2 separate regions of the Mus musculus genome follow, and region 1 is linked to region 2. A link is a contact called in public HiChIP or PLAC-seq data. All regions are on one chromosome and are shown on one strand. The core of a region is the stretch at or near the end of the contact, and the rest is flanking DNA. Distances in the headings are between cores, read along the strand shown. Region 1 overlaps Abcc4 (ATP-binding cassette, sub-family C (CFTR/MRP), member 4). Region 2 holds the start of Stk24 (serine/threonine kinase 24).

The links. HiChIP or PLAC-seq counts read pairs in DNA pulled down with a chosen protein or histone mark.
Region 1: a contact with region 2 is called in an H3K27ac HiChIP or PLAC-seq map of acute myeloid leukemia, with 6 times the contacts expected there. The contact joins the enhancer-like site here to the promoter of Stk24 in region 2. A contact is called at or near these places in 3 of 39 promoter capture datasets (liver, pre-B cells and stem cell-derived epiblast-like cells) and 1 of 115 datasets of contacts at active chromatin or transcription factors (acute myeloid leukemia).

What each region holds. Positions count from the first base shown.
Region 1 is chr14:118,661,038-118,666,544 of GRCm38.p6, reverse strand. All of the region lies in intron 3 of Abcc4 (ATP-binding cassette, sub-family C (CFTR/MRP), member 4), which reads left to right. Among named protein-coding and RNA genes, the nearest start is that of Gm52104, 21 kb to the right of the region's middle. Within about 2 kb of position 4,149, at least 65 of the 459 cell types and tissues checked have an H3K27ac peak or open chromatin away from gene starts, as enhancers often do. A contact at or near this core is called in acute myeloid leukemia, where this site is marked.
Region 2 is chr14:121,375,745-121,380,797 of GRCm38.p6, reverse strand. It overlaps Stk24 (serine/threonine kinase 24), which reads left to right and starts at 1,568. Exons shown (of 11, transcript NM_145465.2): 1 at 1,568-1,900. The coding sequence starts at 1,859.

The DNA.
Region 1 (5,507 bases), core at 2,900-5,399, 2.7 Mb after region 2:
TGGATAATTGGTTCAGTTGATTGGGGGAGCAAGTTGTTTTGTTTTATATAAAGATAAGGAGAGAAGGAATGTGTTTGGTGGAGGTGTAGTCAGGTGTGGGGGAAGGGGGTGCCTCTGCAGGCCCATGCTGAGGCATCCCTTCCCCCTGAGGGACCAGCCACATGATGGTATAGTATAGAATAGAGTTTATCTAGGGCATGGGGAGAGAGGGGTTGGGAGGGTAGTAGAGACAGAGAAAGGGAGAGAGAGAGAGAGAGAGAGAGAGAGAGAGGAAGAGAGAGAGGAAGAGAGAGAGAGAGGAAGAGAGAGGAAGAGAGGAAAAGAAGAGGTAGAGGCCGGCCATGGGCATGTGGAGAGAGGGGGAGGGGAATGGGGAGAGGGGAAGCAGGAACAAGAGACAGAGCAGGAGCAAGAGAGCAAGAGAGAGAGGAGGGGCAAGCAGCCCCTTTTATAGTGAGTCAGGTACACCTGGCTGTTGCCAGGTAACTGTGGGGTGGAGCTTAGACAAAATTCTAACACAAGGGCTATTTAAACCTTTGGGGTTTAAGTAGGAGCTGTCTGTCCTGTTGAGTGTCCATCTCTAGCTGGGACCTGGGTATTGGGGATGCCTCATTTGCATAAGGAGGCATTCCAGGTGCTGCTGGACATGACCTTATAAAGGGAAAGGAAGTTTAACCCCGGCCTTGTGGCCTCCTCAGGTGAGGCAAAGCGGGGACCCAGGACTGTGTGCACTGGGGCATGCAGGCCCCAGGTGGGGGTGGGGATCCTACTCCTGTTCATTTCAGGATAAGATTTAGGGGTTTGGACACACCTCAGCCCTACTCTTGCTCGGGGTTTGTCCCCCCACCCCCATCCCACGGTTCCCTGGCCCCACGAGTGGGGGTAACCTGAGGGTGGGAGAGAGTGCACCCTCAGGCTCCTAGCCCGGTTTTCGGTTTGCTTTACTTGTGTTGAGCGTCACGGGGATGGTATTTTTTACATGGCTGCAGAAAGTCTGAGTTTAAAATGAATAGCACAGTGAGCTGCTGTCTCTGTAGCCGCCTTGCAGAGTTTCCCGGTCAAATGCGCTGCACAACCATGGCTAGTGGAATTCCTCTAGGAAGCTCCGGAGTCTCAATATGTGCTTGGGGGCACAAAACAGACATCTGCTAAGTGCCACAGGGACCAGGGGCTTCAGGGTGGCTTCACATAGGTGTGCCATTTCTTGGCGCATCCATCTGCCCCCTTGTTCTGTAGTTTACAGCTGTAATCAGGCACTTTACATTCTGAAAGCATCATGGTCTTGAAGCACCCTGAGTCTGGGTCTGTCCCTGGCTTGTGGTTGTCCGTGGTGTCAGAGGCTGCCCTCCCTTTAGTTGGAGTCCTGAGCCCCAGATGTTTACCCAGCTGACGTGTCACAGTGAGTGTGGGTCCCGCTTAGTAGGTCAGCTACAGAGGTGCAGGCAGCAGCAGCTGGGCGAGAGAGGACAGCTATGCTGAAGTGATGTCAGTTTTGTCCCATAGTGATCACCTTTGGAGCCGGGAAGGGCAGGAAGGCAGGAAGTCCTGCGACAGCACAGTCCGTGGAACCCTGGCTACTCTTTTAGGAACCTGCTTATTGAAAAGTCATGGCAGAAGAGTAGAGAAGGGGGTTCCTGGGGAACCCGGACATTCTCCCCAGGACTAGTGGCAGCGACAGTGACAGTAATACTACTTATCAGCAGGACCAGCAGTGTTCATACTCTGAAGCTGTAGTACTCTTTGGTGTTACTATCAGTAGCAATCAATACTCCTACTGTGCTGGCTAGTTTTTTATTAACTTGGCACAGCGGGCCTCGTCTGAAAGTAGGGACCCTCAATTGAGAATTCCTCCATAAGTTCTGTCCATTGGGCATTTTCTTAGTTAGTGATTAATGTGGGAGGGCCCAGAGCATTGTGGGGGCTCCCATCCCTGGGCCGGTAGCCCTGAGTTTTGTAAGAATGCAGGTGGAGGAAGCCAGAAAAGCAAGCCAGTGAGGAACACCCCTCCATGGTCTCTGCAGCAGCTCCTGCCTCTAGGTTCCTTCCCTGTTGGACTTCCTGTCCTTACTTCCTTCAGTGCTGGAGTAAGGATGTCGAAGTGTGAGCCGCATAAACCCTTTCCTCCTCGAGTTGCTTTTGGTTTTTTATGGCAGCAATGGTCACCCTGACTAGGACAATGGAGTGCTTCCCAGTAGTGGTAGTAGTAGTGATAGCAGTATTACTAGGACCCATGCTCAATGCGGTGTAGGTAGTTTGGTAGTAATAGAAAGCTCTGAACCACGTGTCCGCCCTTTATCCAAGATGCTACTTTTATCCCAGTTTTTAGGAACTGGGTGAGGTAGGAGGTATTCTTAGTATCAGTCAGTCCCTCACTACGAGCTTGTCAGTTTCTCGTGCTCAGGGCCACCCCAGAAATAAATGAAAGAGCTGAGTTTCTGTTTCAGGCGCTCTGAGATGAGCCCAGGCCTTCTAGGCTGGGGCTGATCTAACTAAGGTCAAAAACTTTGCCCTTAGCATCCCAAGTGGCTGCTGTTTGATCTTAGCCTAGGGATAATGGTGCAGAGATGGCCTCGGGGCAGTGGTGGCACATGAGTTTGTCAACTAGGATGCGGTCCAGGTTACAGTGTCTCCTGGGGTCACAAAGTCATATGCAGTACAGGAAAGTGGCTGTGACTGGTGAATCAGTGTGTCAGTGCGGTGTGTCCAGCTGGACACCCATCACCACCTGTGGTTGTCTCACATACCTGTTCAGCACCCCCTGTTACTGCACTCAGCGACTGGAGTGGACTGGTGTGATCTGGGATGGCAGTGCGATTAGGAGACCCTGATGCCCCGGGCAGAGGCTGACAGCTCTGTTTTTTTAATGAGCCCAGGGTCACAGAGTATGTGCCATTTGCTGGGACCCAGATCAACTGCTACTGAGGGCAGCTCATTTGCTCTGGCTTCTGACGCTCCGTCCTGTTGGCCTGCCGGGTCAGTCCAGGCATTAGGGATTAGGATGATGGGTATGGTAGTGCAGTGTGGGAGCTGGTGTGGGCAGGCTTTCCCTGTCAGACCTCTTCCCTTGCCCTGCCTTTAGATCAGGTCTTTGTTGGTTTATGATCTAATACTGGGCATGGATGCTTCGTTCCCTTGATGGACCCGGTGACCAGTCCTGGAGGTCACAGTGACATTGTGTCTCTACCATGACGACTAGCAGACCTTCTAATGCACTGAAATCTGGGGAGCTAAGAGTCATTTGTGTTCGGATAGGAAAACCTTTCTTTCTTCCTACTCCCTGCCAGCAAAAGGAAGCGGGCTTTCTAATACAAATACTTTCATTTTCATGGACTGGTTGGCCTATTGACGCTGCTGATTTGGAGAAGTCAGAGATAATTTTATATGGGGTAGCTAGCAGTGATCCAGTCACGTTTCAAAATCCACGCCCCGATGGATAGGGTGGGTGTGGTGGCAAATGCCTGTTACTCAATTAGCTGGGAGGTTGAGCAAGAGGAAAAGAGAGTTGCAGGTCAGCCTGGGCTACTGAGTGAAGCCTGTCTCTGAAAGCCAAGACACCACGTTTGGATGATGTTTAAGGTTACACCTGTTATACGTGCTCCTTTATGCATGGCTGTGATCCCGTTCCTGACAAACGCAAACGAAGGCAGAAGTGCTTACTCCGGCTTGGTAGTACCGCTCACAGTCTGAGGGAGCACATATCTCATCACGGATGGTGAGCGCGTTGGCTAGAACAGGAGACAGTTGGTCATATTGCGCCATAGTCAGAAAGCAGATTGAAGAACCCAGCTCTCTGCTCATTGCTGTCTTCACATGCTTGCCCAGAAGTTTGTCTCCTGGGTAATTCTGTATCCCGTCGGGTTGTCAGTCACTATTAACCCTCACAGGTTGTGTGAGCCACATGGGGTGAGCTGTTAGATTAACAGCTGGTTTTACGAGGCGATTTCTCATTTAGTGATCTCGGCTCCGTGTTGTTCCGCTGGACTTTTGAGTTTTAGAGAGCGGAAGGATGAACGGAGTGTGGCATCTTGTCTCTCTGGTGCCTCAATAGCACAAGGAATTATTCTAGGAAGACAGCACAGCTGTGTGAGCCACCCACCCCAGCCGGGCCTTCCCTAGGTGCTAACGGAGCTCTGCCAGAGAAAAGGTGGCGAGGAACTGGTGCAGAAGCCTTGCGTGGGATTTCTAGGTGGTGCTCCATGTTCTTCTGTGAAGCTGAGGACTGTGGAGAAACCAGCATGATCGTGACTTTGGAACACACCCGTGCAGGTCAGAGAAAGCCAGCTCGGAGCATCGAGTTCCCCGTAATCTGTCCCTTGTGTGCACCTCCTAGGAAGTGCCATGGGGACAGAGATGACTCACCATCTGGAGCCTTACTGTAAAGGGAGAGTCTGCACAGCCTGCCTCCTCACGTCATTCAGGCCTGGATTTTGAGTTATGAGGTGTCTTGCCTGTGGGAGAGTGAAGTTGGGGGCATCAAAGGAGCCTCAGGGGACTCTCCTGCATGTGGAGCCAGTCGTGGGCAAGGCACGGCATGGTTGTTTAAGTCTTTTTTTTTTAATATATATATTTATTTATTGATTATACGTTAACTACACTGTAGCTGTCTTCAGACACCCCAGAAGAGGGCATCTGATCTCATTATGGATGGTTGTGAGCCACCATGTGGTTGCTAGGATTTGAACTCAGAACCTTTGGAAAAGCAGTCAGTGCTCTTAACCGCTGAGCCAGTTTTCCAGCTGTTTAAGTCTATATATATATATATGTTTATAGTCTATATAGTCTGCCAGCTTCATCTGTGAAGTTGGCCTTTGGCCAAGACTGTTTGTTTGTTTGTTTTTGTTTGTTTGTTTTAAGACAAGGTGTCTCTATGTAACTCTGGCTGTCCTGGAACTCACTCTTGAGAACAGACTGGCCTTGAACTCAGGGATCTGCCTGCCTCTGCCTCCTGAGTGTTCGGCCCACTGCCTGAGGACTTTTCTCTTTTTAGGGTTTACTTTTATTATATTTGCATGAGTGTTTCGTCTGTCTGCCTGTCTGTCTGTGTACCACATGCATGTAGTACCCATGGAAGCCAGAAGAGAGCTTTGGACCTTCTGGAGATGGTGTTGGAGACTGTTGCTAACATGGTCAAGGCTTTCCCCCTGACTGTCGCTCGTCTGGGTGGATACTGGAGTATAGGGGATCCTGGAGGCTGCCATCTGAGGTAACCCTGCCCTTATCCAAGGTCAGAGGTCAGCAGTCAGTTCTGCCTGTGCCTTTGCTTGGGGTTGATTCCTGAGATGTGTCCAGGGATGCATTTCCTGGCTCTTTTTTTCCAAGTGGCTCCAACTTTCAGCTCAACCTAGGAGGCCATTGATAGAGACCAAGAGGGAGATGACCCAGGCAGGGAGAGGTGGACCACGCCTTGGGAAGCAGGTGTGGTCAGCTGTGTGTGCCCCGTGGGTTCCTGGACACTCTGACACTAGCTTATTTAGTGTTGACAGTGATGACTCTGAGTGAGAACCCAG
Region 2 (5,053 bases), core at 319-2,818:
CTGGAACTATATAGACCAGGCTGGCCTTGAACTCACAGAGATCTGCCCGCTTCTGCCTCCCAAATGCTGGGGTTAAAGGCTTGTGCCACCACACCTGGTGAAGTAGTAGTAGTAAGAAAGTACTCTTTATGTAATCAGACATTTCCAAGGCTGAAAGTCGCTGCCTCTTGGTAGAGACTCCTGTATTTCTGGTCATTCTTTCATGTTATTCTAGGTAGAATTTGAGGTTGAATAATATATGCCTTTTCAAGATTCATGGTCTTGATCATTTTCCCTTGTATTCATTAAGTACTCCATTTTTTTTTCTTTTCTTTTTAGGTTTCTTCTGCTTAGGGAACACATAAACTCTTGGTTATATGGGTTCATACTTTTAATGTTTTCAGTTTACTCTTTAGAAGTGGCAACGCATCTCAGTCAGGTGACCAGGAGTAATCATGCAAGCCTTCTAATACATCTTAGCATCCTGGAGGTCTCCTAGGCTAGGTTTCCAAAGGGTATTCGGCTTACTTTAACTTCTGATGCAGGACCCAGAGGGAGCCTGTGTTCTTGGAATACAAGGACACCTCAGAGAATAATCTCTTCTCTACCTTAGTCGAGGATTTATGCGTCCTCTATTTCTGAACTCTTGGGGACTCATTTTGTATGGTTAACCTTGCACAGCTGTGGGGCAAAGCGGGCACTCCTGAATGAGGCCTCAGGGTCCCTATGGCGAGAGACACAGCGATTCTGACTCTTAGACCACTTCCTATTTGCCACTTGTAAATAAAGTACTTCCTGGAACCGCATGGATTCACTCCATCCTTCCTTGTTTGCTGCAGAAGCGGCAGCTTAGGAGGAGGGCAGAGCTGGTGCCCAGAGAGGGCCTACGGCCTTAGGAGCAGTGAAGCGAGGGGAGGGCTGGGTAAGAGTCGGGACGCGGTTTCCTTCTATTGTCTTCCCTTCCTCCAGCACCCCTCCGCACCCCACTTTTCCCTTCTTGTGCGCAGCGCAGAGATGGCGGGGCCCAGCCCTTCCTCTGTCCAGCTAAGTTTCCACAGCCGGCGGCCCAGGCGAGGCTGAGTTCAGTACCCAAGGCAGTGCACACAAACCGCCCTCTCTACCCTTGGGGTTTCTTCCTTGATCTGGCTGGAAACTTCGTACAGTGAGGACGCTCCGGCCGGGGCTTTTGGAATAGGCCCCAGGCTAGGCCCCTCTGGGGACACCCCGAGTGCAGACTCTGGCCTCTGGAGGGCCAGGGCGGGTGGAGAGGGAAGGGTAGGAGTGGGCGGTGCTCTTCGCTCCCCCAAACTCAGCTCTCTTCCGCGCGCGAGGCCCACCCCGCGGTTCCGAAGGACCCCGGCGCACAGCACCCGAGAGCGCCCGCCTGCCCGCCGGGCCCCGGGGACCCCGCCTGCGCGCCCGCAGGGAGGCGCGACTGCGGCCTAGGGCGCCCGGCGGCTCCTCCCCTCCCCCTCCCCCTCCCGGAAGCGCGGGGCGGGGTCCCCGGCCGGGCCGCGGGGGCGGGCGCGGGGGCCGGGCCGGGGCGGGGCGCGGCGGACTGTGCGCGCCCACTCGGCTCCAGGCGGCCAGCGCTCGCGGGCCCAGGCCGCCCGGCTCGACCTGAGCACCGCGGCGGCGCAGCGACGGGATCCCTGGAGAAGCAGCCGCAGTCTCGAGACGTCCCCCGCGCCCCCCACTGCCCGCCCCAGGCTCAGTGTATGGGGCCGCGGCCCGCCAACCTTCGTTGAGACCGTCCCCGGGGTGCGGTGGCCTCGGGCTCCAGAGCCCGCCCCGCCACCCGAGGGCTGCGCGCGGCCCCGGGCCTGCTCGCCGCGCGGCTCCGCGCGTCCCGGGCCAGGAAGTGGCGGCGCCGAGCGCCATGGCCCACTCCCCGGTGCAGTCGGGCCTGCCGGGCATGCAGGTAGGTTGGGGTGGCCCGGTCGGGCTGCGGCCAGGGCGGAAGCGGGCAACTTGGCGGTGTCAACACGCCCCCCCTCCCCCCAACCAGCCGGGCCCGCTTCTCCGGGATCTTCGCCGACTCGGGCGGCGGGGATCTCGGGTGTATGCACGTGGAGGGGCTTTGGGGTCTGCGGCCTGGGGCCGAGGTGGGGTGCAGGAGCTTTGCGCTCCCCAAGTCCGACGCGCAGGCCGAGCGCCCATCCCGGGCAGGAGTCTGAACTAGTGTCCTTGGAGGCCCCGCTTTGGTGCCTGGGCCCTATGTGGGCCTGGGACAGGGATAGCGGCACTCTGGGGTCCGTCCTCAGTTAGCAAAAGTCCCTCCCCAGACCCCTCAAGCGGGAGACCCGAGCGCAGGGCGGGAGCGCGCCCCGGCTGGTCACAGTCCGGGCGGGCCGCAGGGCGGGGTGCAGGAAGATGTAACCTCGCATCGGAGCCTGTAGTTCTGGTGCGGAAAGTGCGAGGTTGCAAACTCGGGAGGCGGAACCCACACCTCCGCGAGCGCCCTGGTGTGCAGAGCCCAGGTTCATCCCTCGGGTGCCAGGACTCCGCTGCTGGACTTTCACTTTGAGACCGGTTGGCATCCAGAGGAACTGTGTGCTAGCGGGCTTCTTGGTGCACACTTTGTATCTTCTTAGCCTGCCAGTGACTTTTTCTTCGGAGGGGAAGGGGGCGGTGAGGGGACGGAGTTGAATTTCAAGTTTATATGGATGCACGAACTTTTTTTTTGCTATTGAGGATGGTTTTCTGCACTTTGAAAAACAATCACTTGTCTGTTCAAACTTGTAAAGTTTGTGAGCGTATATAATAAATACAGACATAATGATTGCGATTAAGATAGCAAGACCAGTCAAAGTTTTGCTTTCCCAAGGAAGTGAACGGAAGAGTTTTGCTTAAAAAAAAACAAACAAAAATCAACAACAACAAAAAAAAAACAAAACACCTCAGAATATCCAAGGTTATCAGTTTATAGATGCAGCAGGCGCCTTCTCTCTGGCTTCAGGGTTGAGCCGCATGGACCTTGCTTGCCTCTTACTGCTTCTGCCACTTCTGAAAATAGTTCCTATCCCTCTTTTCTTCTTCTTTTTTCTTTCCATACCACGTAAGGAAAATGGTTTTCTTGGCCCCGGTTTTGAACTCTGGAAAAATAGGAATTCAAAGTTACCACTTCAGTGGCCACTAGAACTTGAGTCATTTTTAAGGGATAATAAAGTTGGAATTGAGAAGTGTCACTGGAAAAGTGCTCTCAAAGTATTCCTGAGTCTCACCTTGCCTGCGTTCTAAAACTTGATGGTGCTGGCCGCTAGTTGAAAGTCACCCCAGGCCTCCTGCAACTCTTGCCTTGGTTTGACTTCAGAGACAAGACATCAGGGTCAACTGGGTGACAGTTTCTTACCTGTGGCCAGAAGGACCTCGTGGCACATTTCTTCACGTTTTCTTCATTCTGGCTGCTATAGTGATTTACCTGGCTCCACCCTGAAGCCTCTTCACTAGCCCCAACCTTTGTAAAAGAAAGTGTTTGAAAAGATACTTAATGTGGCAGTGTGTGGGGTCAGTACCAAGTGGTTCCCAGCTGGATTCTGCTTCTGTTTGTTTTAAAGAATGGGCCAAAAAATCTTCATTTTGGGAAAAAGAAAAATTCAATAACTTTACCCAAAAAGTGTATTTCATACGTGTTCTTGAAAGGAAGATGTTTTAATTTTGCTTTTTGGTGTGAAGACGATAACCTTTTTTTACTAGTATTAATTTTTTTTGTCTGTTCTGGTTCCTCAGAGGAGGAAAAGTGGCTTCCCACAGTCGTACCCGCCCCTGTGTATGTCTTCAAACCATATGATACATTTTTGGTGTATTATTGGAGACTGTTCCTTCCTTCCCTTCCCTCCAGAAAAGAAAAACCAGCGCGTTTATTTTCAACTTGGAGTCAGGAGCTGCAGCTCCCTGGGAGCTGTTTTGAGGATTACATGAAAGGCAGATCTGGCCTTGACTCTTTCTAGGGTAAAACTGGAGAGGAAGAGAGAGGCATTCCCTATTGCTGCTGTGCTTATGAACTCCCTGTCCGTCCTGGCTCGGGTTTAGGAGGAACTGGGTTAGTTTGACAAGTCGGGTGTGGTAGTGGCTGTCTTCAATCCCAACGCTCAGGAGGTGGAGGCCTCCTGGATCTCTGTCAGTTCAAGGCCAGCCTGGGTTATCTTAGAGAGTTCAAGGCCAGCCTGGGTTATCTTAGAGAGTTCTAGGCCAGCCAAGGTTAATGCTGAGACACTGTCTCAGAAGAAGTGCACAAAGTTTGGCAAGGCAGAAGTGCAGATTCAGACAGCCCGAGGGAAAAAAAAGCAGAATTCAGGAATGCTTTAGAATAAAGACTTTATGGCCTGTAATCACTTTATATCTGTTGACTATTACTGGTACTGATGAAGAGAAGATACCGTTTTATAGCTTTGTGAATGAGAGAGTATTTGAACGGACCAAGGTAAGGTAGCATTTTAGATGACATACAGTGATTAGAACCCAGGTCTTCGCCCTGCCTTTGCAAATAATATATATCATTTTGTTTTAGATTGTGTTTGCTGAAGAAAGAAATATAAGATGAATGATTTTTTCACTCAGTGGCTGTGATTGATTGACGACTCTAATGATCTTTGGTGAGGAGTTGAAGGCTGTATACCTGACTGTTTTGATGAGGTTTTCTAAGGATTTTCTTTCCTCTTTGGGTTATTTTGTAGTCTGTGAGAGAACTAGAAAGTAAGACCCGGCCAGGTGCCTTTAGTCCCAGGACACAGAGCCAGGCAGATCTCGGAGTTCGAGGATAGCCTGGTTGGTCTTTGGAGTGTAGCTGTCTTGAAAAAACACGTTCTGAGCTGACTGCAGTAGATGAGTGTGGCTGTTATGTCCTTCCTGCCTTCTTCAGGAACATTCACTGTTTTGCCATGTTGGTTCCAGTGAAAAAAGTTTAGTTGGAGGTGGGAGGGACCTATCTAGTGCTTTGAATTTCCATTAAATCATGGAGCAAAAGAATTAGCTTTATGCAAGCCAGGCAAGCGGTGGCTCAGATCTTAATCCCAGCACTAGGGAGGCAGAGGCAGGTGGATCTCTGAGTTCGAGGCTAGCCTGGTCTACACAG